4 separate regions of the Mus musculus genome follow, and regions 1, 2 and 4 are each linked to region 3. The links are chromatin contacts, called in public Hi-C, HiChIP or PLAC-seq and promoter capture Hi-C maps. All regions are on one chromosome and are shown on one strand. Each heading gives the region's core, a stretch centred on a gene start, on an enhancer-like site or on the middle of the called end of the contact. The rest is flanking DNA. Distances are from core to core; before and after follow the strand shown.

Evidence for each region. Promoter capture Hi-C pulls out the DNA fragments that hold promoters and counts their contacts. A called contact is a pair of places that touch in the nucleus more often than the background predicts. HiChIP or PLAC-seq counts read pairs in DNA pulled down with a chosen protein or histone mark.
Region 1: a Hi-C map of cerebral cortex shows a contact between it and region 3, with 2.2 times the contacts expected there. The contact joins the enhancer-like site here to the promoter of Kcng3 in region 3. A contact is called at or near these places in 3 of 39 promoter capture datasets (the C10 cell line, the HPC-7 cell line and trophoblast stem cells), 3 of 484 Hi-C or Micro-C datasets (cerebral cortex, nephron progenitors and uterus), 2 of 115 datasets of contacts at active chromatin or transcription factors (neural progenitor cells and stem cell-derived neural progenitor cells) and 2 of 9 other capture datasets (adipose tissue and pancreatic islet).
Region 2: an H3K27ac HiChIP or PLAC-seq map of embryonic stem cells shows a contact between it and region 3, with 2.8 times the contacts expected there. The contact joins the enhancer-like site here to the promoter of Kcng3 in region 3. A contact is called at or near these places in 10 of 39 promoter capture datasets (the 3T3-L1 cell line, 3T3-L1-derived adipocytes, the C10 cell line and 6 more), 2 of 15 datasets of contacts at CTCF or cohesin (both in the NIH/3T3 cell line), 15 of 484 Hi-C or Micro-C datasets (the F1.1 cell line, the G1E-ER4 cell line, Sertoli cells and 6 more), 15 of 115 datasets of contacts at active chromatin or transcription factors (the HPC-7 cell line, bone marrow-derived macrophages, embryonic forebrain and 5 more) and 3 of 9 other capture datasets (adipose tissue, liver and pancreatic islet).
Region 4: a contact with region 3 is called in a promoter capture Hi-C map of embryonic stem cells, with 6 times the contacts expected there. The contact joins the enhancer-like site here to the promoter of Kcng3 in region 3. A contact is called at or near these places in 8 of 39 promoter capture datasets (the C10 cell line, the HPC-7 cell line, embryonic stem cells and 3 more), 7 of 484 Hi-C or Micro-C datasets (CD4 T cells, the G1E-ER4 cell line, the HPC-7 cell line and 4 more), 3 of 115 datasets of contacts at active chromatin or transcription factors (T-cell acute lymphoblastic leukemia, embryonic fibroblasts and embryonic stem cells) and 2 of 9 other capture datasets (adipose tissue and liver).

The regions. Positions count from the first base shown.
Region 1 is chr17:83,543,468-83,549,196 of GRCm38.p6, reverse strand. Gm41635 (a long non-coding RNA gene) reads left to right here. Exons shown (of 2, transcript XR_877027.2): 1 at 1-853; 2 at 1,312-3,517. Among named protein-coding and RNA genes, the nearest start is that of Gm41635, 4.3 kb to the left of the region's middle. Within about 2 kb of position 2,981, at least 67 of the 459 cell types and tissues checked have an H3K27ac peak or open chromatin away from gene starts, as enhancers often do. A contact at or near this core is called in adipose tissue, cerebral cortex, neural progenitor cells and 3 more, where this site is marked.
Region 2 is chr17:83,748,916-83,755,054 of GRCm38.p6, reverse strand. It overlaps Mta3 (metastasis associated 3), which reads right to left. Exons shown (of 17, transcript NM_001379391.1): 5 at 1,138-1,201. Among named protein-coding and RNA genes, the nearest start is that of Gm46597, 26 kb to the left of the region's middle. Within about 2 kb of position 1,529, at least 8 of the 459 cell types and tissues checked have an H3K27ac peak or open chromatin away from gene starts, as enhancers often do. A contact at or near this core is called in embryonic stem cells and induced pluripotent stem cells, where this site is marked.
Region 3 is chr17:83,627,786-83,633,705 of GRCm38.p6, reverse strand. Kcng3 (potassium voltage-gated channel, subfamily G, member 3) reads left to right here and starts at 1,811. Exons shown (of 2, transcript NM_153512.1): 1 at 1,811-2,743. The coding sequence starts at 2,088.
Region 4 is chr17:83,560,750-83,566,429 of GRCm38.p6, reverse strand. It overlaps Gm34801 (a long non-coding RNA gene), which reads left to right. Exons shown (of 8, transcript XR_877032.2): 2 at 275-336; 3 at 1,585-1,679; 4 at 1,880-2,673. Among named protein-coding and RNA genes, the nearest start is that of Gm34801, 4.3 kb to the left of the region's middle. Within about 2 kb of position 2,404, at least 22 of the 459 cell types and tissues checked have an H3K27ac peak or open chromatin away from gene starts, as enhancers often do. A contact at or near this core is called in the N1E-115 cell line, embryonic stem cells and liver, where this site is marked.

The sequences.
Region 1 (5,729 bases), core at 1,732-4,231, 86 kb after region 3:
CCCAGCGTGTTCTCAGAACTGCCTGGATGGCTGTCTCTTTACCATCTGTTTTCCACCTTCTGGCTGTTGCTGCTTGTTGTCTCTGTGTTCTTGGTCCTGGTGGGCTAGTTTTCTCTGCAAATCTCTTTCCTGGTGCTTAGCCAAGTGTAGAGGGAGAGACTAAATTCGTGGCGGCTAATCCACCAGCTCTATCCACTAGTGGATTTAGAAAAATGCTTTGAATGGCCAGGAGAGTGTTTCAGTGAGAAAGGTTTGCTTCAGAGGCAACAATACCCCCGGGCCCTTTGGATTAACCCTGAAGTTCGGTTGCTCAGCAGGATGCTGGGAGAATTTAGAATTATAGAGAAAGCAAGTAGTCTGAGACCAGAGAGGAAGGGAAGATGTAAAGATAGATGTGATAAGAACCCAGGGACAGTGGGAGGCACACTCCGTGCTGTAACCAAGGGCAGACGCAGAGCTTAGTGCTGTAGGAACTTCCTGCTGGGGGCGCTGGTTGAAGCGCTTGGGAGAACAGCTCTGTCCTCCATCTGTCTTAGGCTGGCTGTTGGCCTGGCATTAGAACAGGGGCTGCTGCCTTCCCGCCTCTGTGTTTCCTTCCTCTTTGAGTTGAACATAAGTGTTTTGGGGAGAAAAATCCATTTCCTCTGCAGGAAATTGTGGCCACACAACTCTGTTCTTGCCGATAGGATTTTAGCATCGGTGTGACCGAGTCCTGCGCGATAAATGTGAGCATGAATGTCATGTCAGAGTTCCAGGAAGGCCAATTAAAGGGATTTCCTCGGTTGCCATACCTCTTTAAAGCCCATCTGCTGTTAAGACCGAAATTTGGATGAAATGGCTGGAGTTGTAGGAGGTATTATGCCTTGGGAAGTATTCTTCTTCTTATTTATTTATTTATTTGTTTGTTTGTTTGTTTGTTGGGGGTGGGGGACTTGTGCCATGACACACCTGTGGAGATAAAAGACTTCTTTCACCGTGGGGTCCCCAGGTTGTCAGGCTTGGTGGCAGCACCTTTACTCACTGCTCCATCGCTGGGTCAGTGTCATTTTGAGGTGTTCTTGAAGAAAAAAAAATGACATCCAGGCTTAATAATATTATGCAGCTACCAATACCACAGGTCCAGTCTGCTTGTACTGGCATTTTTCTTTAATGGAACAGATACAGGAAATTCGCTTTGCTTTCTGGTTTTTTAAAATAGTAATCACTTATTTGGCAAGTGCCTCGGAAGCTCTCAGCTTGTGTATTAACTCGTCTAATCCTCCCACCACCAGCCGTGAGAGGTAAGCACTGTTTCTTACCTCTGTTTTGCAGATGAGGAACGAGGGAGGAGGCTTAGAGAGGTTAACTAGCTTGTCTAGTGGTGACCTGTCCGTAGCAGTCATCATCTGGCCTTGAAACACACCCAGCCTTTGGAGCTCAAGTCACAGAAAAGTCACCAGCCAAGCCCATTCCGACTGACACCTTCCCTGCCTGCCACCTCCACATCTTGGATTATAGAATCAGAGTGCCAGCCCAGCAAGCATGCCCAAGGAATGAAGGAGGAAGACTCTGGAGTTCTGGGTGTCGCCAGCACAGACATCAATAAAGGCTCGGGGAGAGGCGAAAGATTAGAAAAGGCCAGGTGACCTGGAGGGGTGGGGCCTGAGGGCTGAAGTGTAGATTAAGAGCAGGTAAGAGGGGCTGCGGTTGTGTAGCTCGGTTGCTTAGGATGCATGAAGCCCTGGGTTCAGTCCCCAGCAACCCACAGAGTACAGGAGGAGCAAAAGTTCAGGGTCATCTCCAACATAGCAACGTTGAGCTCAGTTGGGCTGTGCCAGCTGCCTGTCTGGAGACGAGGTTCCCTCCCTGCACCATACTGTAGAGGCATGGTATACAGAGCCTCTGGTTTGCATCTGTCAAGCATCCCCAGTGTTCAGCATCGCCCCCTTAGGTGTGGTCCTCTGTACATCCTGGCTTCCTTTGAGCCGAGCGGATAGAAAGACTCATTAGGAAATTTGAGGCGGCTGTACTTGTTAGGAATAGAGAGCCCTGTAAATTCTACTTCGGGCGTGGTAGGGAGAGTTGGGACCAAATTTTTAAGATACAAATAAGAGCACTTTCGTACCATAAACTCATCTTTGCTCATTGAATTAATCAAAGAGATAAGAAATATTGAAAAAAGAGAGAGTGTGTGTGCTAGGCATAGGGCTCTTGATTAATGAGGAGGCCCGGAAGAACAGCTTTCTCAGGGGGGCGCATAGGGAGCGATCCTGTACCAATTGCTACCTTATCACGTAAGTTTCATTCCTTGGTCCCCTAGCTGACTGTAAATAAGCCAATTTTAAGGGTACTGTTGCAAGCTAGACTCGCTGGAGTCGAGAGTTTGAGGTCACACTAATGAGCTGTGAGTTATGGGTGCTCTCAGGTGATTCAGTTTTGCCCTGAATGCGAAGGCAGCTCTCTTGGGCTTGTCTCTTGGTTCTAAAGTGCTGGCTGGTCTGTGGGGTTTGTAGGAGAGGGCATGGCTTGCCTGGAAAAAGCCGCCGATCTCTAAGGATGCTCTTAATAAAGTCACAGTAGTAATGAGGCAGATGGGCCCTGCATTTGGAATGCAAATTCACATCCTGGCAGAGCAGCCGGAGGAGGACCGGGCCCAGCCGAGCTCAACGGAAGCGTCCTTTTCAAACATCTCCATGGAGAACCTGTATTTGCACCCAGAACGAAGGAAACAGCTTGAGGCTGAGACAGCCCTGGGGAGTTCTCAACCAAAACTAGATTGCCCGAGGGACACCCCGGGGAAACCCTGATGAAGAGTCCAAGTTGGACTCATAGAAAATGAGAGTTAATGAGATGCAAGGGAACAGTGAAGACTGGAGACAGCTTTGAGTGGGGAGGACAACCCAGCCTCCAAATGCAGGGCTGAGGAATGCTGAGAGAACTCTCCAAGTATTTGTTAAGTTTTTGAGTCACCTAAGAGAAATGAGCCTTCCTGGGGAAAGAACAAAGACTTCCGACCTGACAGCTTCGAGCAAGGCCGGAGCACATCAAAACAGCCTCTGCAGAGGCGCGTGATAAACAGCCCACAGTCCTTTTCCCCTGACTTTTATTTCTTCTCTCTGATCATCCGTGTATTTCACGATTTCTCATTCCTTCGTTCACTTCCACCCCGAGGGACAGGGTCACAGAGCGATCAGGGACACATCCAGGAACAGAATATTAAAGGCTCCATCCTTGTTCCACATCTGAGAAAGAACATTGGGGAGCCGGGGAAAATGAAACAAATCACTCACCCCGACGACGGCTCAGAATAGATCATTCCCGGGGCTCCGCGGCCGCGTTCGCGGCTGAATCCGGAGCTCTGCGAAAGGCGCTTAAGAGATTTTATTCCTAATCTACTTTTTCCTCCTTAGAGCTTTGGAAATATGGCTGTGTAATTTAATGATTACAGGAGATGAGCCGAAGAATGAGCTAAATAAGATAACATCGGCTCGCTTTGTAATGAGGGGGCCGAATTTTCCAAATATAGAGCAAAATCCAATTGTGGCCCTGTTGTTTATAAATGTTTCCTGCATGACATTTACATGAGAGCCTCTGTTGGGACCCACAGTGTCCTTTTTCATATCTCGAGCCTTCTCCTTGGCTTTCTACAGAATTAAGGGAGGAGAATGCAAGCTGATTTCTGTAGATCACCCTGTTGGCCGTATAGACTAGTGTGTTGTGCTGCTGAAAGAAATATAGGCTGGAGTTAGACATCTACACAGTGAGCAATGTCAATGGTTACCATGAGAGGCAGCAGACACCCCTGAAACATCACGAGCTTTTCAATAGTGGATAACAAATAAGATTCAAAAAGCAATAGTAAGAAATACAGTTCAGCCGTGTGGTAGTGGCACACGCCTTTAATCCCAGCACTTGGGAGGCAGAGGCAGGCGGATTTCTGAGTTTGAGGCCAGCCTGGTCTACAGTGTGAGTTCCAGGACAGCCAGGGCTACACAGAGAAACCCTTGTCTTGAAAAAAAACAAAAAACGAAAGAAAGAAAGAGAGAAAGAAAGAAAGGAAGAGCATGGCTCTAGCTGCATACGTAGCTGAGATGGTCTCGTCGGTCATCAGTGGGAAGAGAGGCCCTTGGTCCTGTGAAGGTTTTATGCCCCATTATAGGGGAATGCCAGGGCCAGGAAGCAAGAGTAGGTGGGTTGGGGAGCAGGGGGATGGGGGAGGGGATAGGGGATTTTCAGAGGGGAAACTAGGAAAGGGGATAATATTTTAAATGTAAATAAAGAAAATATCTAATTTTAAAAAAACCAAATACAATTCAGTGTACGGGTGTTAGACTTTGACCAGGCATGTTGGGTCTCTGGTCGGTGCTAAGACATCAGGTGAACGGCATGTGGAATCTCTTACTTATCGCTATAACTTTCTGTTTGTCCCCAAATAAACATTTGGAGAAAGAAAACAGTGCTGCTTCAGATGTTGCTATCGAGGAGGGAATAGGAATAAAAGACCCGGTGTACACACCAGGAACGCTAGAAGTGTCCCTCCAGCTCTAAGTTTGTTTGGAAGAATCTGTCTTATGCAGAGTGCAGGGGGTTGATCATAGCTCCCTCAGCAATGGGGAGAAATGATGTGCAGCCAGAATCACACGCCACAGGAGAGTTGGTGTTGCCACAGCAAGGACTCTGAGAACTTACCAAGACTAGGAAGATATCTAATAACTGAGAATGCTGTCCTCAAGTATAAATGAATAGAAAGGGCAGGTTACAGCGTAAACAGTACAGCCCTGTTTTAAACAAATGTGCTTAGGACAGAGATAAAGATGTTCAAAGGTATAAAGAGTGGACTTCTCCAGATGTGAGACTGTTGGGATGTGTGGATTCGATTATGTCCCCTCATAGTGAATGTAAAAGCCAGCTTGAGCCACATAAAACCCTATCTTTAAAAAAAAAAAATTTTGGGCTGGTGAGATGGCTCAGTGGGTAAGAGCACCCGACTGCTCTTCCAAAGGTCCGGAGTTCAGATCTCAGCAACCACATGGTGGCTCACAACCATCCGTAACAAGATCTGATGCCCTCTTCTGGTGTGTCTGAAGACAGCTACAGTGTACTTACATATAATAAATAAATAAATCTTTAAAAAAAATTTTTTTTTCAGCTGGGAGTGGCCGCACATACCTGTGATCCCAACATTCAGGAGGCAGAGGCAGGAGGATCTCTCTGAGTTTGAGGCCAGCCTGGTCTCGAGAGTGAGTTCCAGGACAGCCAGGGCTACACAGAGAAACCCTGCCTCAAAAAATCAACCAAACAATAAATAAGTAAACAAACAACTAATTAATAAAAAATAAGTTTTTCATGTTGAATTCCCAGTGTGACTGTATTTGATGATAAGCATTATTAAGAGGTAATTCAGATTAAATGGACCCATAAGGGCCCATAGGACTGGCTATATTATAAAAGAAAAACCAGGCTGCACCTGACCTTGGACCCCCAGTCTCCAGATCTGTGAGAATTCAGGTTTCTGTTGTGTATGCCATCTGGGGCATGGTATTTTGCTATAGCCATCCACACTGTTAAAGACAGAGGCTATTCTAAATGTCCTTGCTTTCCTGTTTGTGTGTGGTGAATGTGAATTGTCTTACTAGTTAGGAACAATGCATAGGAACTTTTTATTCTTTTGGTTTCACTGTACTGATGGGATAATTCTCTGAGTCTCCTTTGAGATCAGTGTCTGGGTAGGAGGTGAGGTCCATCAACAC
Region 2 (6,139 bases), core at 280-2,779, 120 kb before region 3:
GCCTGCATGTGTGTCTGTGTATTACACACAATCCTGAACCCACAGGAAAAGGCACGGGATCCTCTGGAACTGGACTTACAGGTGGCTGTAAGTTGCCAAGTGGGTGCTGAGAACAGAGCCCAGGTCCTTTACAAGATCAAGTGCTCATGACCACTGAGCCATCCCTCTGCCCCATCCATGAGGTCTGTTAATATCACTATGCAAATTCCGTCAACAAGTTATTATAATTCTGTCATTCTCGTCCCAGCTGTAATGTGTAGGCGTGACTATAAGGATAGACACAGCTGCAACTAACTACAGCGTTTACCACCAACCAGCCCTCACACTGAAGACTCCACTGGTTCTGTAAACGCTCAGTGAGGCCAGTGAGACTACTCAGAGGGGAAAGGTTGCTTGCAGTCCAAGACTAATGACCCGCAACCCACATAAAAAGGTAGATGGGGGCCGGTGAGATGGCTCGGCAGTTAAGAGCACTGACTGCTCTTCCAGGGGTCTTGGGTTCAATTCCTAGCACCCACATGGTAACTCACAACCATCTGTAATGGGACCTGGTATGTCTGAACACAGCTACAGTGTACTCAAACATAAAATAAATAAATAAATCTTAAAATAAAAAAAAAAGGTAGCTGTACAGAAGTGAGTCTACCAAGGTGTCCTGTGACCTCCTTATGCACACAATAGCATCCATGTCTGCCCTGTAGCCATTCCATGTATGTGCATGTGGGCAGACACACAAACATATAGTAATAATAATTTTTAAAGACAACATAACCAAAAAAGCCTCCAGTGCCCAAGAGTTAATAAGCAGAGTGACCAGGCCACTAAACTCTTAGGAATTCTGCAGAGCCCCTAGAGCGTGAGCCATTTACTCAAAACCTAGGGCCAGAGTGAGAAGGAACGAGGCTCAGAGATAAACACCCACATCTCTGTCCTGAGCCTCTCACTGGCAAGTGGCAAAGGCCACTGCTTTTGATGACTCTGCCTTTAGCCTGGACAATGCTACTGCCGAAATGCACTCTGGTTGGTGTCGCCTTGCAAGGAAGGCACAATAACACGCTGGCCCAAAAGGACATCCAAAGTGTGGGCTTCGTGTGAAGTAACGGAGAGAAAACAAAAGCGGAGACGGCTGCAAATTACCTCCTTGTCAAGGTATGACAACACGGATTCTGTCTCATTCAGCAGGGCCACGCTGCACTTCCCCCTGGTAAAGAAAGGAACACACGACAGGTGTTACAGTCTCAGTGGTTACATACTAGCTAGGGACACTCAGATCCTGAGTGTAGATGAAAGTCTCGATGACAGCCAGGGACATACTGAGACTCTTCAGATCAACTTTACAGTCCTGGTCTCCAGTGACCCGTACAATAAAGCCTGGTGACAGGCATTTAGAGGCCAGCCAGTCCTGGCAACGTTACTAGACAGAAAATCATTACAAAAGACACCTTACAGGCGCTTCCTAATTATACACTACAAAAGAAAGAAACCCAGTGAAAGCCTCAGGCTAACAGTGAGACTCTCAGGCTATGAAAAAAGCATTGAGGTGAAATCGCGCAAAAGGGGTCTTCGGTCATCCCTATACAAAGAGCACATACAATAACAGTCAGACCTCTTTATGGGAACCTGGAAATAATGTGCATTCAGGATGTAACCAACTGACCACTCCTGGGACTATTGTAAAGGCTGATTCAGCTTTAAATGACTCCTGCAGAGCAAGGGGCAAAGTAAGGTTCCCACATCCTGGAATTGAGGCCTAGGGTGGAGCCCTGAGGGTGACTTCAGAAGTAAGAGGCAGGTACTATGTAGCCCTGGCTTGCCTTGAATTCACAGATGCAGACCTGCTTCTCAAGTGCTGAGATTAAAGGTGTGTGCCACCATGTCAGGCTGAGAAACTTCAATTATAAAAGGTAGAAGGACGGATGACAAATACTTTCAAAGTTATTGTCCATTGGTTTAAGAACAGTTTACTCTAAGCCACAATAACCATGCAAACATGCAAAGCCAAACACTACAAGAACACGCACCAGACAAGGCCTCTCTCTCAGATCGCTAGGGTGAAGTACTAGTCAAAGAAAAACACCAATTAAAAGCAAACAAAACAAAACAAAATACAACACCACAACTAAAATGCTAAAGCACTGATCAAAAGCAAATTTTCTAGGTGGCCGAGTGCTGTGGATAGCCCTGGGACTAGTTAAATTTGATGTTAATTCCGTTCTCCCGAGAGTGGTTGTGAATGGGAACTGAGTCAGCACTCAGGTGTTTTCCTGTAAACCTGCTTCCCACCTAAATTTATAAAATAAAGGAGAGCTGATGGTTGGGCAGATAAAAGGGAAGGTGGAGCAGAAGGTGGAGAGAGAGAAGGAGAAAATGGAAGAGGGAGAGGACGCAGAGGAGGAGGAGGAAGAAGAAAAGAGGAGCAGAAGCACATGGTCTGGAGAAACAGCAAGTTCAAAGGGGTCTCATAGATGTGGAAGATGGGAGTGTAGCGGTAGATCTGCCCAATTTAGGTGTGGAGATTCACGAAAACAGGCGTGGCCCCGCACACCTTCGTTCCCAGCACTCAGGAAGGCAAAGGAAGCTGCTTGCTCCCTGGAGTGACATCTGTCTCAAAAACAAAACAAACAAAAAACAATAATAAATCAATTTAAAATTTTTAAATGAAAGTTTTCTAAGATCTGGGTTGAGAAGGACCCCTTTTTTCCTTCTGTTTTGTTTTGTTCTGTTTCTTTTCTTTTTCTTTTTCTTTTTTTTTTTTTTAAGTTTCCTAAAATTTGTTTGTAGCAGGAATAATGGCCCACACTTGTAATCCTAGCATTTGCGACTCTTAAGAGTGGATCACAAGCTTAAAGTCACCCGAGTGAGTTCCAGGCTCACTGTGTGTGTGTGTGATTTCTTTTAAAAACAAAAAGCTAAAGGAAGGATCTTAAGCAGGTAAACTGCACTAGTACATGTAGATATTATACATCACACACTCACACACACACATATACACACACACACACACAAAGCTGCTAATTCTCCATCAGGTGTCTTGGGCTTGGCACCACTGGCTGCCATGGGAATAGGCGTGTCTTTGTTGCAGGGCCTGAATTATGGGTAGCAGCAACTGCAACATAGATAACATCAGTATCCAATTGTGACAAGCAAAGCTTCCCGGGCCCATTTAATGTTCTATGGGAGGCCATCCTTCACTGAGAGCCACTGTTAAGAGCTACAAGTTGCAGGCTAATAATCCCTAACATTTCAGAGTGCTTATTCAAGAGTGTGACTTTGTAGGTTTTTAGATTATAAGTAGAACGGGACAAAGAAGAGAGACAGTTTAGATACTTCTATACATTTCTATTCAAATACTTATTTTCTATTGTAATACTTAAACAGGATAATTTTAACTAATAAAAATTAAGAGAAGGCAATTTGGGAAGCAGAGGGTACAGCCAAGGTGAAAAAGAGCCTTCTAGGCGTGAAGCCCTGGGTCTGATCTCTAGCGCTTGGTAAATGGGAGAGGGGTAGCGCCTGCCTAGACCCATCACTTGGGCAGTAGAAGCAGGAGCACTGCAAATTCAAAGTCATCCTTGGTTACCTAGGGCGTTCAAGGCTAGCCTGGGTGATGTGAGCCCAGTATCAACAAAAGCAAAACCAAACAGCAGCGCCAGGAAGACACTCCATCACTCTCCTCTAAGTGTTAAGAGGAATTAAAAAGCCAAGAAAAGAAGGTTGAAGTTTAAATTCAGTGTCAGTGGGTTCTGTAAATAAGAGACAACATCAAGTAGTGTTAGGGGAAATCCAGTGTGTCCGTGGCCTGTGAAGAACACAGACTTGGTAACAAAGAGGAAAAGAAACAAAGAGGACTCAGAGAAGGAAAACCCTCTGCCAGACCCCTGTCCCCTTTCATTAGAGGAACAGGGAGTTCCAAACAGTGTAAAGGAAGACTGTCCTCTCCAGGTCGGATGACAGAGACATCGTGTTATCATCAGGACAGCCTAGACAGCCTCACGGCATGAAGACTGTGTGAGGACAGAGAACTCCGCACCAAGATGCAGACTAAAGTACATCAGCACTTAAGGCAGGGAGTGCTCCTCAGCCAGGACACTGCATCTTCCAGACACGGCGGGGCTGTCAGAGACCGTGATAGCATGCACAGGGCCTGCACAGCTGCAAACCAGACAGATCCCAGCACTGAAGAAGAAAAACAGTATCTATGGTGGTTTGAGTAGGTTTGGTCTCCATAGATTCATGTGTCTGAATGCTTGGCCCTGGGGAGTGGCACTGTTAGGAGGTGTGGCCTTGCTAGAGGATGTCCTTGCCTTTGGATCAAGATGTAGAACTCTCAGCTCCTCCAGCATCAAGTCGGCCTGCACGCTGCCATGTTCCCATCATAATGGACTGAACCTCTGAACCTGTAACCCAGCCCCAATTAAATGGTTTTCTTTATAAGAGTTGTGTTGTTCTTAGTGTCTCTTTGCAGCAGTAGAACCCTAACTAAGACAGGGTCCCACCCTTAACCAAGAAGCTATTTGCAATCAACACCTTCTGAGACAGGGAACAACAGTTCTCTCCAAAGGAGTGTCACTGGGTTTATCAACCACATTCCAGGGTGTAGTTGGCCAGAAGCTGCTTGTATTCTAATGCTAATATTGGGCCTCCAAAACTGGTTGCCCAAAATTATTTCTGATTGGTGAATAACAATGCCAATAGCCAATAGCTGGACAGAAGAAACATAGGTGGGGTTTAGGTTTCTCAGGCTTGGGGTTGGAAGAGAAACAGGGGAAGAAGAAGGTGCAGGAGGAGGCAGGAGAACCCCATGGGTTAGGTGAGCCATGAAAATGTGGCCCAGAAGGCTGGCCAGTTGAAGTAAAGAGCAGTCCAGATGAAACATAATAACTTGGGGTTATCGATAGGAAAATAGATTTTAACAGCAAAGAGGGTAGCTAGTTGTCTGGCTCATGTACTGTCTAAGATTTATTGTAAATATAAAGGCTGAGTGTATCTTTTATCCAGGACCTAAATGGTAAAAGGTGGGGGAGAAACCCCGGGCCGGGATTAAATATTTCTACAACCCCAGGGCAGACGCCATGCCCAGGAGGAGTTGGCCACACAACCAGATTCCATGTTTATGTTGTTGCTTTGTTTGTCTTTTTATTTTGGGGGGTTTGGTGGGCATTTTGGTCTTTTGGTCTCATTGATTCTTCTTTTTTATTTAAAGTCTGTCTGTTTTGTTGTTGTTCCTGTTTATTTCTGAGAGAGAAAACATGAGGTTGGGTGGCCAGGGAGGTGGGGCAGATTTGGGAAGAGCTGGGAAAGAATATGACCAAAATATGTTGTATAAAAATTTTTAATTAGGGCTGGAGAGATGGCTCAGCGGTTAAGAGCACTGACTGCTCTTCCAGAGGTCCTGAGTTCAGTTCCCAGCAACCACATGGTGGCTCACATCCATCTGTAATGGGATCTGACGCCCTCTTCTGGTGTGTCTGAAGACAGCTACAGTGTACTTAGATATAATAATAAGTAAATCTTTTTAAAATTTTTAATTATTTTTTTTTAAAAAGCGTATTGGAGATGGGGATGAACTTGTGCTAGAGCACCTGCTTAGTGTGCGTGAGGCCTGGCAAGGAAGGAGGAGGGGAAAGACTGAAGGGAGAAACCCCACATATGGCTGTGGTGTCATTTCCTTGCCCCCAGTCTACTGTTAACACTAAGAGCAGAATTAGGTGAACTAAGTAACTTCAGCATGCCGAAATTATTTTTAAATGAAAATACTGTTTTAACTTTAAATTGTGTGTGTGTGTCTGAGTGTGTATGTGTGTGTGCGTGTCTATGTGTGTGTGCGTGTGTATGGTTATGTGCCTGTGAATCAATCCAGGTGCCTATAGAACCCTGAAGCATTACTTACAGTCATTGATGTCATCCTTTTGGCTAATTAAATTTTTATTTACAGATAACCAAGAAAATTGTAAAAATCTAATTTCTTAAAGCAATGTGCAAGAAGAAAATGATCTTCATTAGAGCTTCTTTAAAACTATTTAAATAATTCACACTGGAGTTCTGTTTCATTGCTTATATGGAGTAAGACATAGGAAGGACAGAAAGACATAGGAAGGACAGAAAGCTGCATTAGCTTGTCTAGTTGGCACAGTTTGGT
Region 3 (5,920 bases), core at 562-3,061:
CTTTTATTTATTTATTTATTTATTTATTTATTTATTCCTCTGGTCACTGTGTCCTATCCATTACTAAGACCTGCTAGATACTGGGCTGGGTTTCTCATAACTGGCTTTCATTTTTACTGACACGAGGTTAGGGCTTCTATTCCTGGCTTGCTGAAAGAGCCTTTTCCTTAGAATAACCCACGGGGCAGAGCGTCTTCCTAAACTAAGGCTTTCATCTAGCCACTTCTGTTATTAAAGCTTCAGGGATCCCATTGCAGATAGCCCGGCATGGACACAGGTCTTAGAACTCCCGTTGTTCCAGCCAGACAAATGCATTAGCTTTCTTTACAGTCGCTAATCTTTCACATCTGGCATTTGCTCCCCCGGAGTCCCTGGCTCCTTCTGCCAGCACCTCCTTCCATTCCGTATTGAATTCACTTCCTTCAGGATGTTTTCCTTGCTTAGTAGCTACTTAGCAGATAAATAACTCTTGTTTTTGAGCTTTTAATCACATTAAGTGCTTAAAAAAAAATGATCCAAGTCTAGGGATAAACAGCTTATGGAGATTTTCATTCTCTAAGAACCACCCAGGGTGACTTTGTCAGAAAGAGAACTCAAATTTGCAGGCGGCTGTTTTCACTAACATCTATCCGAGAAGCAGAGCAAATGACTCCTTATGGTGACCTCTAGCGGGCACGGGGCAGTCCTACAAAATTAGGAAAGTGGAGGGGGAAAGCAAAACCCTTCCCCAGGTACTCCATGGTCACAGGAGCCCATCTCACCCCTCCACCCTCCCTATTCATTTTTATTTCCAGGGTTTGTTTTGCATCTAACGCCGTCTCCCTTATATATAACTCACCTGTTTCTTGCCTTTGACGGGCTGGGTTGCCGGTGTCGGATGTGTAAACTGCTGTTTAAAATAATGCCTGCCAAGTCGAACCCCACTCCACCAAGCCTTAACCCTGCCTCTGCATTTGAAGGCCGGTGCCGCAGTCGCACGGGGGTGCTACGGGGAGGGAAGGAGTGGACATCGAGATAGCATGAAAAGGAGAATGCAAGATCGAGGCAATAAGACATTCTGGTCTTGCCAGTGAAAGAAAATTCTCTCCAGACTGCTACCCGACTCCACCGGAGGCATCGTGAGAGCGGTGTAGGCGCCTTCTTAGGACCCCAAGGCTGGGAAAGATGGGGGACTAGGGCGAGTCCGTTGGCCCATGGCATCCCTCAGGGAGCAGGGGGTGGGGAGAGCTTGGTGCGCGGCCGCCTTCGGAGCGCACGGCACGTGGGGTGCCCCACGCGCGGAGAGGAAGCGCAAAGTCTGCAGGCAAAGCCGCGACTGGGTTGCCTGCTTTGAGAAATCCTTTGGGGCGGCCTTAGAAGCCGACCAGGGTTTCCAACAGTCTCTGGCAAAGGCTCATCCAGACGCCGTCTGCTCCCTACTTCAAACCTCGCACCTTGGTCCTCACCTCAGCACCCCTCCTTCCCTCCTGTCTCCTCCCTTCGGGGGACTCTTTAAAGGAGCCTGGGGGAGGTGTGTCCATCATCCGGATGGCCCCGGGGCTCCCCGCAGCTCGCATCACGCCCTGCGCACCCCTCCCGGCCACTGCGGGCGGGGGCGCACGGCGTCACGAGGCGGGGAGCCCGAGGTCCGGGGCGGGGCGCCGGGGAATCCCAGCCGGAGCGAGCCGGGAGGTGCGGGCGCGGGCGGGCAAGGAGGTGCGCGCGGAGGGAGCGGAGCGCGCGGAGCCGGCGGGCGAGGAGGAGGACGGCGAGGGAGGCCCCGCCCCCGCCTCCCGGAGCCCGCTCCTCGCCGCCGGAGCCGGCTCACTTTGCCTTTCGCCTCTGGACGGCGGCGGGGCTGCGTGCGCCGGGGACCGGGCAGACCTGCCCACGGTGCCTCGGCTAACGTTCGCCCTCTGGGAGACCGGCGCCACCTGGAGCTGCGGCCAGCCACCCGGATTCGGGAGGGCGAACCCGGGAGCGAGGGGCGGCGGCACTGACACCGCGGGGGACGCGGGCGGTGCGGGGCGCGAGCCCCGGGGGAGCTCGGGCCCCGACGGCGCGGCCTCCCCGTGCGCGCGGCGGGCAGGCCCCCGGGGCGGCCAGCCATGACCTTCGGGCGCGGCGGGGCGGCCTCGGTGGTGCTGAACGTGGGCGGCGCCCGGTACTCGCTGTCCCGGGAGCTGCTCAAGGACTTCCCGCTGCGCCGCGTGAGCCGGCTGCACGGCTGCCGCTCGGAGCGCGACGTGCTCGAAGTGTGCGACGACTACGACCGGGAGCGCAACGAGTACTTCTTCGACCGACACTCGGAGGCCTTCGGCTTCATCCTGCTGTACGTGCGCGGCCACGGGAAGCTGCGCTTCGCGCCGCGGATGTGCGAGCTCTCCTTCTACAACGAGATGATCTACTGGGGCCTGGAGGGTGCGCACCTGGAGTACTGCTGCCAGCGCCGCCTAGACGACCGCATGTCCGACACCCACACCTTTCACGCGGCAGACGAGCTGGGCCGCGAGCAGCCTCGTCCCGCCGGACCCGAGGCGGCCCCCTCCCGGCGCTGGCTGGAGCGCATGCGGCGGACCTTCGAGGAGCCCACGTCGTCGCTGGCCGCGCAGATCCTGGCCAGCGTGTCCGTGGTGTTCGTGATCGTGTCCATGGTGGTGCTGTGCGCCAGCACGCTGCCCGACTGGCGTGCGGCGGTTGCTGACAACCGCAGTCTGGATGACCGGAGCAGGTACTCCGCCAGCCCTGGGAGGGAACCCTCCGGGTAGGACGCACTGCTTTTTTTGCCCGTCCAGTCCGTCCAGTCCCGTCTATCCGTGCCGTCCGTCCGTCCGGTCTCCGTCCTGTCTGCCTGGCAGCTCAGCTAGGCTTTTTTCCTGCCCCAGGAGGTCCCTGGCGCTCCAGCCGAGGGGTGTGAGGAATCTATGGGTCCCCAACCCCGCCCCCTTTTCACAGGCGCAGCCTGTGGTTGTGCTTGGGTCTCACCTTTTAGAGTAAAACCTCCAGGCTTTGTGTTTTAGTTCTGACCAAATAGCAACCTGCTAATTAGATTTTCCAAACTTTTATTGCTAACACGCAATAATTTGCACGATGATTCAGTTTGAGCTAAGAGCTCTTTGAAATATGTGCCAGTACTGGTGGTGTTTGAAAAGATGAAGTCTCATTTCGGTGAAATGTGGTCTGCTTCAGTGCCCACACATTCTGCACACCCTGCTCCCGGCGTAATGTGTGCTGGGATGGAATCCGTATTATAAAGGAGGCTAATTTAGTGATAGACTCTGAATAATGGGTGCCTGTGCCCTTTTTCCTCTCTCCTTTCCGAGCAAGTGTGGACCTAGCAAATTCCTCTCCTCTGTGTGGCATTAAGGATTTGGAGTTTCATTCAGAGGGTCTTCAGTGTGGAGAAGAAAACAAAAACAGCTATTACCTTGGGAGAGAAGAAAAAGCGAAACTTCCCCAAACCCAGAAACAGGATTCGGTCATTGAAGTGTCTTCCCGCCTCCCCCCACTTTACTAGGATGAAAAGAAAACACTTTAATCTTTCCTGAGCTCATGCTTATCTCTTAATGGTGATAGCACTCTCCTGTTTTTAGAACAAGTGAGTTTATTTTGCATATTTGGTGGGAGGAATAAGCAGACTAAAGTTGGACTTTCCGAGCAGACAGCCATTTTGGGCATAAAACCCAAACTGTATATTCTCTTTCACCCTTTGTTTGATAACTCTTCTAGGAGCCTTCACCCATTCATTTTCTGCCCTAATTTTTTTCCCCCTTCACTTTCAAGTCAAGACCGTGTCCTGTAATCCTTTCCCGATGGGCCTGTGTGTGCTAGGGACTGTGGTAAGTGCAGACCCAGCAGCAGTGCATCCCTTCCTCTCTGTATGAATCCTAACAGTAACTACCGTGGACTGGAAGCACAGAGCCCATTGCCAGCATCCCATCTTGGCATGAAATCCAAGACCTGTGCTTTGAAAAGAAGAAACTTAGGAACGTCCTGTTTTGTGTGTTGGGTCGGGTCTCCACTTCACAGAGAGGGATCGATTCCTTGGTACTTCCTTGATACGATGAATTAACTTTCCTTTATAAATAAAGTGGCCTTGATAATATTTTTTTTTTGAAAGCATCATAGAAAAATGAGCCTCGAGTGACCGGCTTTGAAAGGACTCGTCAGTAACTGTAGACTTTGAAGGTTAGTGATGGACGGAGCTCATTAGCCAAGGCTACAGCAGCCCTGACTGATAGGTTTAGACTGTGAGGGAGTTGATTAAGGGGAGCCAAGAGAGTGACAGCCTTTCTGAAGGAGGGAGGGGGATTGGGGAGAAAGAGGGTTAGAGTAGAGCATTAGGGTGAACGCTAATTTAGATAGAAAGAGAAACTGAAGAAGCCCAGAAGGGAGGAGACAGATAAAACAGAGGCTGCAGAGGAAGTGAAGAAGATAGAGTAAGGCTCCGTTTGTGTATATGTATCCTAAGTATGTATATAATTATTCAAGTCAACCTGTTTCCTAGATACCCGGATATTTCAGGCATATGCATGTTTTTCTTGGCTTAATGGCCCGGTTTTAAGCTTCTTTCTATGAGTAGGTATAAGAAAGCCCGTATCTGTAATCCCAGATAAACCATGGCATGGCGGAATATTAAGGATGTCACACGTTGCACAAGAAGCCCCTCGCTGGCCTCCTGTAACAGAGACATGGCAGCTGGCGTTTCATAGTCGCTCAGTTCCTGCCAGCCTGTGGCCACTGACACGAGTCTACATCCTTTTGAGATTTGAGTAAGAATTCCCTCCACCCCCTTGTAGACCTGAGGTTGATGGGAACCCTAGCCCGCCAGGCAAGTAAGTGACTTGCTATTTACTTCCCAGCCTCAGCTCACAATCTTGATCCATCTCATCACAGTTTCTAAAGTGTCTTTCCTGAGCGTCCATTGTTCCAAACACTGTAACTTTTTCTCATAAAGAAAAGTTAAGCTCATAAGCTCTCAGCTTTCTTACTCTCTAGCCCTCTTTCTTTCCCTTCCCCCCATCTCTCTACGTGACCATGGCCTCTCTCTTTCTACCTTCCCTCTTGTTCTCTGCCTTTCTACAATAAAGCTCTAAAACCAAAAAAAAAAAAAGAAAGAAAGAAAGAAAAGAAAAGTTGATGTAGGACTCAGAGGCACAGTTGGTCTTCAGGAGTTGAATTATTCCAAGAAAGCCTTCAAGGGTCATGGAGGATGGAAGCCGGCATCCTTAGAAGTCTGTGCACTGTCCAAACACTGGCAGGGGGTGTCACTTACATAAACGGGTTTATGCAACCTGCACAATCCTGTGTCTTGCTGAAGAGCAAAATAGGAGAGTCTTCCACTAAAAGGAACAGCGTGGGCACAGGCATGAAACTTGTATGTTGTGTTTAGGGAGTGAGAACGGTGGTAGCGTGAGCTGGAAAGCATAGTCTAAGGATGTGAATACTCTGTTTTGCAGCCGAGGCTACCTACTGGCCGCTTTGTATCATTTGTACTGAGAAGCTTAGCTATAGGAAGTCGAGTGTGTTAAGTGTGTGTCCCGAGATGGCAGAGGGAGGAGATGGGGCACAGGAAAGATGAATGGGCATGGAGGCTCACACCTGTCATTCTGCTAACTCAGGCTCAATGCCCGAGGGTCAAAAGATGGAGCCTGTTACATAGTGAGTCCCAAGCTATGTCATAGTGAGACCCTGTAACCCCCCCCACAAAGAAAAAAAATCGGGCTGGGAATGTTAGCTCAGTAATAAAAGCACTCGGGCAAAAGCCCTTAGGTTGGATTCCCCAGCCTTGCAAAAGCAAGAGCTGAAAGGCTTTGGGCAGGATCTGAGTTGTCTTGCTCCGTGCTTGTGAAAATAGATACTAAGTAACAACTGTGGTCTATACTAGGGAGAATTGAAATTCCTCCAGAGCATCTTAAAGATACCCCCCCTCCCCCTCGTG
Region 4 (5,680 bases), core at 1,155-3,654, 68 kb after region 3:
GAGCAATGCACACACAGAAAATGGAGTGTTACTCAGCTTTAAAATAGAACGTAATTCCAATATGTGCGACAAGGTAGATAAGCTTCAAAACATTATGCTCAGTCAGTTAAGCTATGTGTAAAAAAGACAAAGGCTGCAGGCTTCTGCTTACATGGAGGAGGACAGAATGACTGTACAGGGAGTAGACATTGGCTTGATGAGAACGCCTTGGGAGTGAGTTGTGCTGTGCAATACTGAGAACGCACTGATTTGTTTCTTCACCAAGGTACCTCAGTGTGCAGGAACTTACGGTGCGAGCCCGAAGACATGCGTTCCGACTCCAAAACCCACATCAAGGTGAAGAGAACCAACTCTGCTAGGTTGTCCTCTGATCTCACCTGCACACTGTGGCATGCATGCCTCCCATGCAACACACACACACACACACATCGATGATCAGTTAGTCCATAGAGATGAACTCTCCCAGGTCGACTGACCATAAACCTACTGCCTTAGTTTCTCTGGATTTTAAAAGCTATTCGGAAACAACTTTTGGTAAAACAAAACACGTTTATTTAGTTTGCCAGCCTGTAGAGGACGGCTCCTGCTTTCTCTCTGACTCGCCTGCAACATTGTGATGGTTTTACAGAAAAGGTGACAGAAGCCAGGAGCTGGGCATGCGTTACTGTAATGGGGACAAGCTGTCAGGGCTGTGTCCCATCTGTTCTTGTGAAGCTCATTCATCCTCTGGCTGTCCCTGGAACCAGGGCTAATTAGTCCCTGTCTTTCCCCCAGCATAGATGCCTGGAGCAGTAGTGATTCTTAGGATCCATTGTATCAGCCCCCTCCCCCTTGAATATTCTGGTAGCAAGGGGGAGGGACATAGTATTCCCCATTAGAATAGCTCATCAGGACCTAAGCAGAGGTTCATGGTTATAGCAAACTGCTTCCCCAGCATATGAGGAGGGCCTGGGCTTGGTCCACAGCACTAAGAAATAGTAGAGACACCTACTGGACTTGTTGTTGTTGTTGTTAAAAATCTGGCTAGTTACTGTTTATAAGAAACATCCCAGGGCTGGCGAGATGGCTCAGTGGGTAAGAGCACTGACTGCTCTTCCAAAGGTCCTGAGTTCAAATCCCAGCAACCACATGGTGGCTCACAACCATCCGTAATGAGATCTGACGCCCTCTTCTGGTGTGTCTGAAGACAGCTACAGTGTACTTACATATAATAAATAAATAAATCTTAAAAAAAAAAAAAAAAGAAACATCCCAGGGCAGGAATGTTTAAATGTAAGATTAGAAAGAAAGAAAGAAAGAAAGAAAGAAAGAAAGAAAGAAAGAAAGAAAGAAAGAAAGAAAGAAACTCCAGGTCATACCATGAATGAGAATTGTGTGCCTGGCGCCAGGTATGGTGAAACTCTATTAGAATCTGAACCCTGTAGACCCATTGTTTTTTTTTTTTTGTTTTGTTTTGTTTTGTTTAAAAAAAAAAAAAAAGCTACATATACCGGAAGGAACCAGGTCTGATGCTGCCTGACACCAGAGGCACCACACACAAGAAGCCATACTCTAAAAAAACCTGTCCCTTTTGAGTTTCCTCAGCCTCAAGAGCATCTGGAAGACAAGGTCATTCCACCTGCACCTTCAAAATTCTCTTCAGACAATCAAAAGGATGCCAGAACTTCTTAGATGCAGAAGTAAGTCCTCTCTATCTCTAAGCCCGTGGGGTTGCTGTAACCTGCTGCATGGCTTTCCCTTTGGCACAGATGGCTTCACAAGTGCTCGGCAATCACAGCCACACAGTTTTTCCTTTTAATCTGTCCCGCCCTCAGAATCCTGGGGATCGGTTTGGCACATTCTTAATATACAACAATTAGAGTGTTTGCTTGTCTTGCAGCCTGAAGAGTCTCACGTCTGAGCTCAACAGATAAAATAGTGAGGTTGGCTGTGTACTGTAGGACTGACGGCCCCAGGGGGAGCCTGCCTGATGGTCAGAGAGATGCTTTCCTGTGCTTTCCAGAATGGCAGCAGGTCAGACCGACTCCTTCGAGTTGAGAGATTGCAGCCACTTCCTATCCAGGGAATCCAGCCCCTCCTCCCCTTCCCAGGCGGTCGGTAGACTCTTCATGGAAAGATCCATGCTCCCTGATTACAGGAAACAGTTATAGGATAATGGAGCAGCATCCCCCAGCTCTCCAAAACGGTTCCAGGGACCAGTGTCAGGCTCAGAGATCGGAACATGGTGGAAAATGAGACCTAAAATGAGACCCAAGGGCTACAAAATTAGCATATGAGAAAAACCTAGTAAAGAGGGAAGCTGGAACTGCCTTCTCTTGCATCTGGCTGGAGCCACTGGCACAGCTGCAGAGGCACTCCAGAGTGTCTGCGGGTGACCTGCCACATGGCCTGCAGGAGAAAGGCAGTGCTAGGCACGTGACCTCAGAGGCTTCCGTATGGGACATAAGTAACCCTGTCCTTTGCCGAGTGCTAGTGCCAAGCTTCCGAACATTTCTCTGTTTGGGGTGCTTCCTCCCTGGGAGCTATCTTCTTTCTTAATATATTCTTCAACCTTATTTTCTTCTGTTCACGTGTCTCTGTCCAATTCCCTGTTGCAGATACAGAAACCCAGACCCCTAGTGGGCACCCACGGAAACGCAGCATCCGTAGGATCAGCACTGGTCAACAGCCAAGGTACGGAACCAGTGTAGATGCTCATCAACAGACCAGAAGAGACCATATGTGTATACACAGCAGAGTTTTATTTAGCTGTAAATAATGGAATTATGGGTTGGGCAGTGGTGGCACGTGCATTCAATCCCAGCACTTGGGAGGCAGAGGCAGGCAGATCTTTGAGTTCAAGGCCAACCTGGTCTACAGAGCGAGTTCCAGGACAGCCAGGGCCACGTAGTAAGACCCTGTCTTGAAAATACCAAAAAGGAAAGAAAAATAAGAGTGAAATTATGTCCTGTGCCGAGAATAAGACACCTCATTAACCACAATAAACTAAACTCTCGAGGACAAATCTGTCCTCTGGCAATGCAGTATTAGGAATAGGGGTGAAATGAGGAAGAATAGTGGGGGCTTTTGTTGTTGTTGTTGTTTTGGTTTTTTGTTGTTGTTGTTTTTACATTCAATAAGAAACCGTTCTGATATATAAAGCAAGCCTATTAGAATCTGACAAAAATATTATCATGGGAGATTTTAACATCCTCTGGAGAACTAGTATATCTTTGTTTTCACAGACAGAAGATATGGCAGAAGTACAACACTCAAGACAAAACAACTTGAACCAGACAGGGTTCCTCGTAGAGAACCAAAGCCACTCCAACCAAGTGCTTACATCACAAAGGAATACAGGGGCTGCTTTCAAAATTATTGCCAAGTCAAGAAACACTGAGGGTTCCTAAACATAATTTTTAAAAAAAAAAAATTGCATCTAACAGTTTCTGGCAGATAATATATATTGTATGAACCTTTATTAGATAAAAACTGAAAGCTCTAAGCTGCAAGCATTGTGAGATTGAGTGCTTCAGTTCAGATCGTCACTGCTATAATTCAGGTGCCAGAAAGCTGTTGCTGCTGAGGCTGAAACAATTTGATGTCAGCCCAGCCCTGCCTCCTGGGTACCACCCAGGAGGATGATGGTCTCTGGCCACCTTCCCACTCCTGTATACTACTGTATAAGACTTCTTAGTCCCAGATAAGTCATACATAGAACACAAGTTGTCATATACTCTTGGAAATTTAGAGTTGGCTTTTCAGCCCTTGTGATTCAAAGGAGACCAGTGTAGCAGGGGGAGATGAAGGCCGAGCACCAGTGAGTGAGTTTGGGTACAAATGGCTGAGAACCAGCCTGTGGTAGAGTGAATAAGAACAACCCCCGTAGGCTCCTATGTTTGAATGCTTAGACACCAGGGAGTGGCCCAATTTGAAAGGATTAGAAGGATTATGAAAAGTGGTCTTTCCGGAGTGGGTATGGCCTTCCTTGTTGGAGGAAGTGTGTCACTCACAGTGGACTTTGGAGTTTAAAAGCCTGTGCCGGTCCTAGGCTTTCCCTCTCTCTGCCTTCAGACAAGGACCTAGCTCTTATCTACTCTTCCAGCACCACATCTGCCTGCCTGCCACCATGATGATAATGGACTAAACCTCTGAAACTCTAAGTAAGCCCCCAGTTAAATATGCTCTTTTATTAGAACTGCCATGGTCCTGGTGTCTCTTCACAGTGATAAAACAGTGACTAAGACATAGCCTAAAGTGAAATGTGTGAGTCTTATGAAAAGAACTTTAAAATACTATCAAAGAACATGACAGGGGACCCAGACCTATATGGGAAAAGATTCCATATTCTTGGATTAAAGGAATCAGCCTCTTGGGAAGATTTAATTAAAAGAATTAATTTCTAAATTAATTCTTTTTCCTGTAGTGTGACATCTGAAGCCAGGCTGGCCTTGAACTCATGTAACCCAAATCTTCCTGCCTCACTATTCTAATCCTGAAATTACAGGCACGAACTACCTTGCTGGGCTCCTAAGTTAATTTATTAATAGAATGCATAATCAATAAAAATGTCAGCTCATGGACTAGCAAGATGGCTCAATATGTAATATAGTCCCCATGAAAGCCTGAAGACCTGAATTCAGTCCCTGAAACCCACAGTGAAGGAGAGAACTCATTCCTAAAACATGTTCTCTGACCCTCACAGGTGCACCATGGCATATGCATGCCTCTACTCTCACGAATACAACACACACACACACACACACACACACACACACACACAAAGCTTTTAAAGATCAGTTCTTGGTTAGAACAAGAGCTACTGATTCTAGTATGTGTGTATGGGAAAACAAAGAAGATTGGTTAGCAAACAACAACAACAACAAAAACATAATAGCTCAATGAAGGGAAACCAGGCTTACCGACCCTTAAACACAAAAACTCTCAGCAATGAAGACAGCGAACATGGAGAAATGCTGGGGACAGCTTACACTGACAGGGACTGCCTACAGTAGGCCGAGATGGAGACATCTCAGAAGCTCTTTGTAAAAAACAGTTGTTCCCATTTTTCCTAACCTTAGCCCTGGACAACAGCTGTATAGATTTCATTTGTACATGACTGCTTTTCAGTTGGCCTTGGTGTGCGTAATTATTCTATTCTTTCTGACTTTCTAACTTCTTTCTCCTTCTGCTCTGGTGAATTCTGTGAAACTAGATGCTTCTTGATGTAACGATTCTTAAACAGTTAAAAATTGAGGCACTGGGGCACAGCACAGCACAGTCCTGATGGCCCAGGTGCATGCTGTGGGTTCTCATCTTGGAGACAATGTAATACCTACACAATGGTAGTTCCAGATTAATGTTTGACCTGCAGAGGAAGTTTGAAGAAATAATTAGAAAATGACTTAGAGCCAACATTGGAACCCCCCAAAAAGGAAAAAAACTATTGAAGTTATGAGAAGTCTTGCACAACATTTAAGAATGTTTCCTGGATAAGAAAGTATAGAATACATAAAGTCTTCTATTAGTAAAACTAAGTCAAAACACTGGGACTCTTAGGAGAGTCATTGTGTGCAATGCACAGAAGCAGAAAGCTAGTAGAACTGCTGAGTTAAGGGTTGACTTGATTCTTTCTGGCCACTGCCTGGCAGCTTTGCCCATGTCATTTATCATTAGAGCTTCACAAGAAAATGAAGTGGCT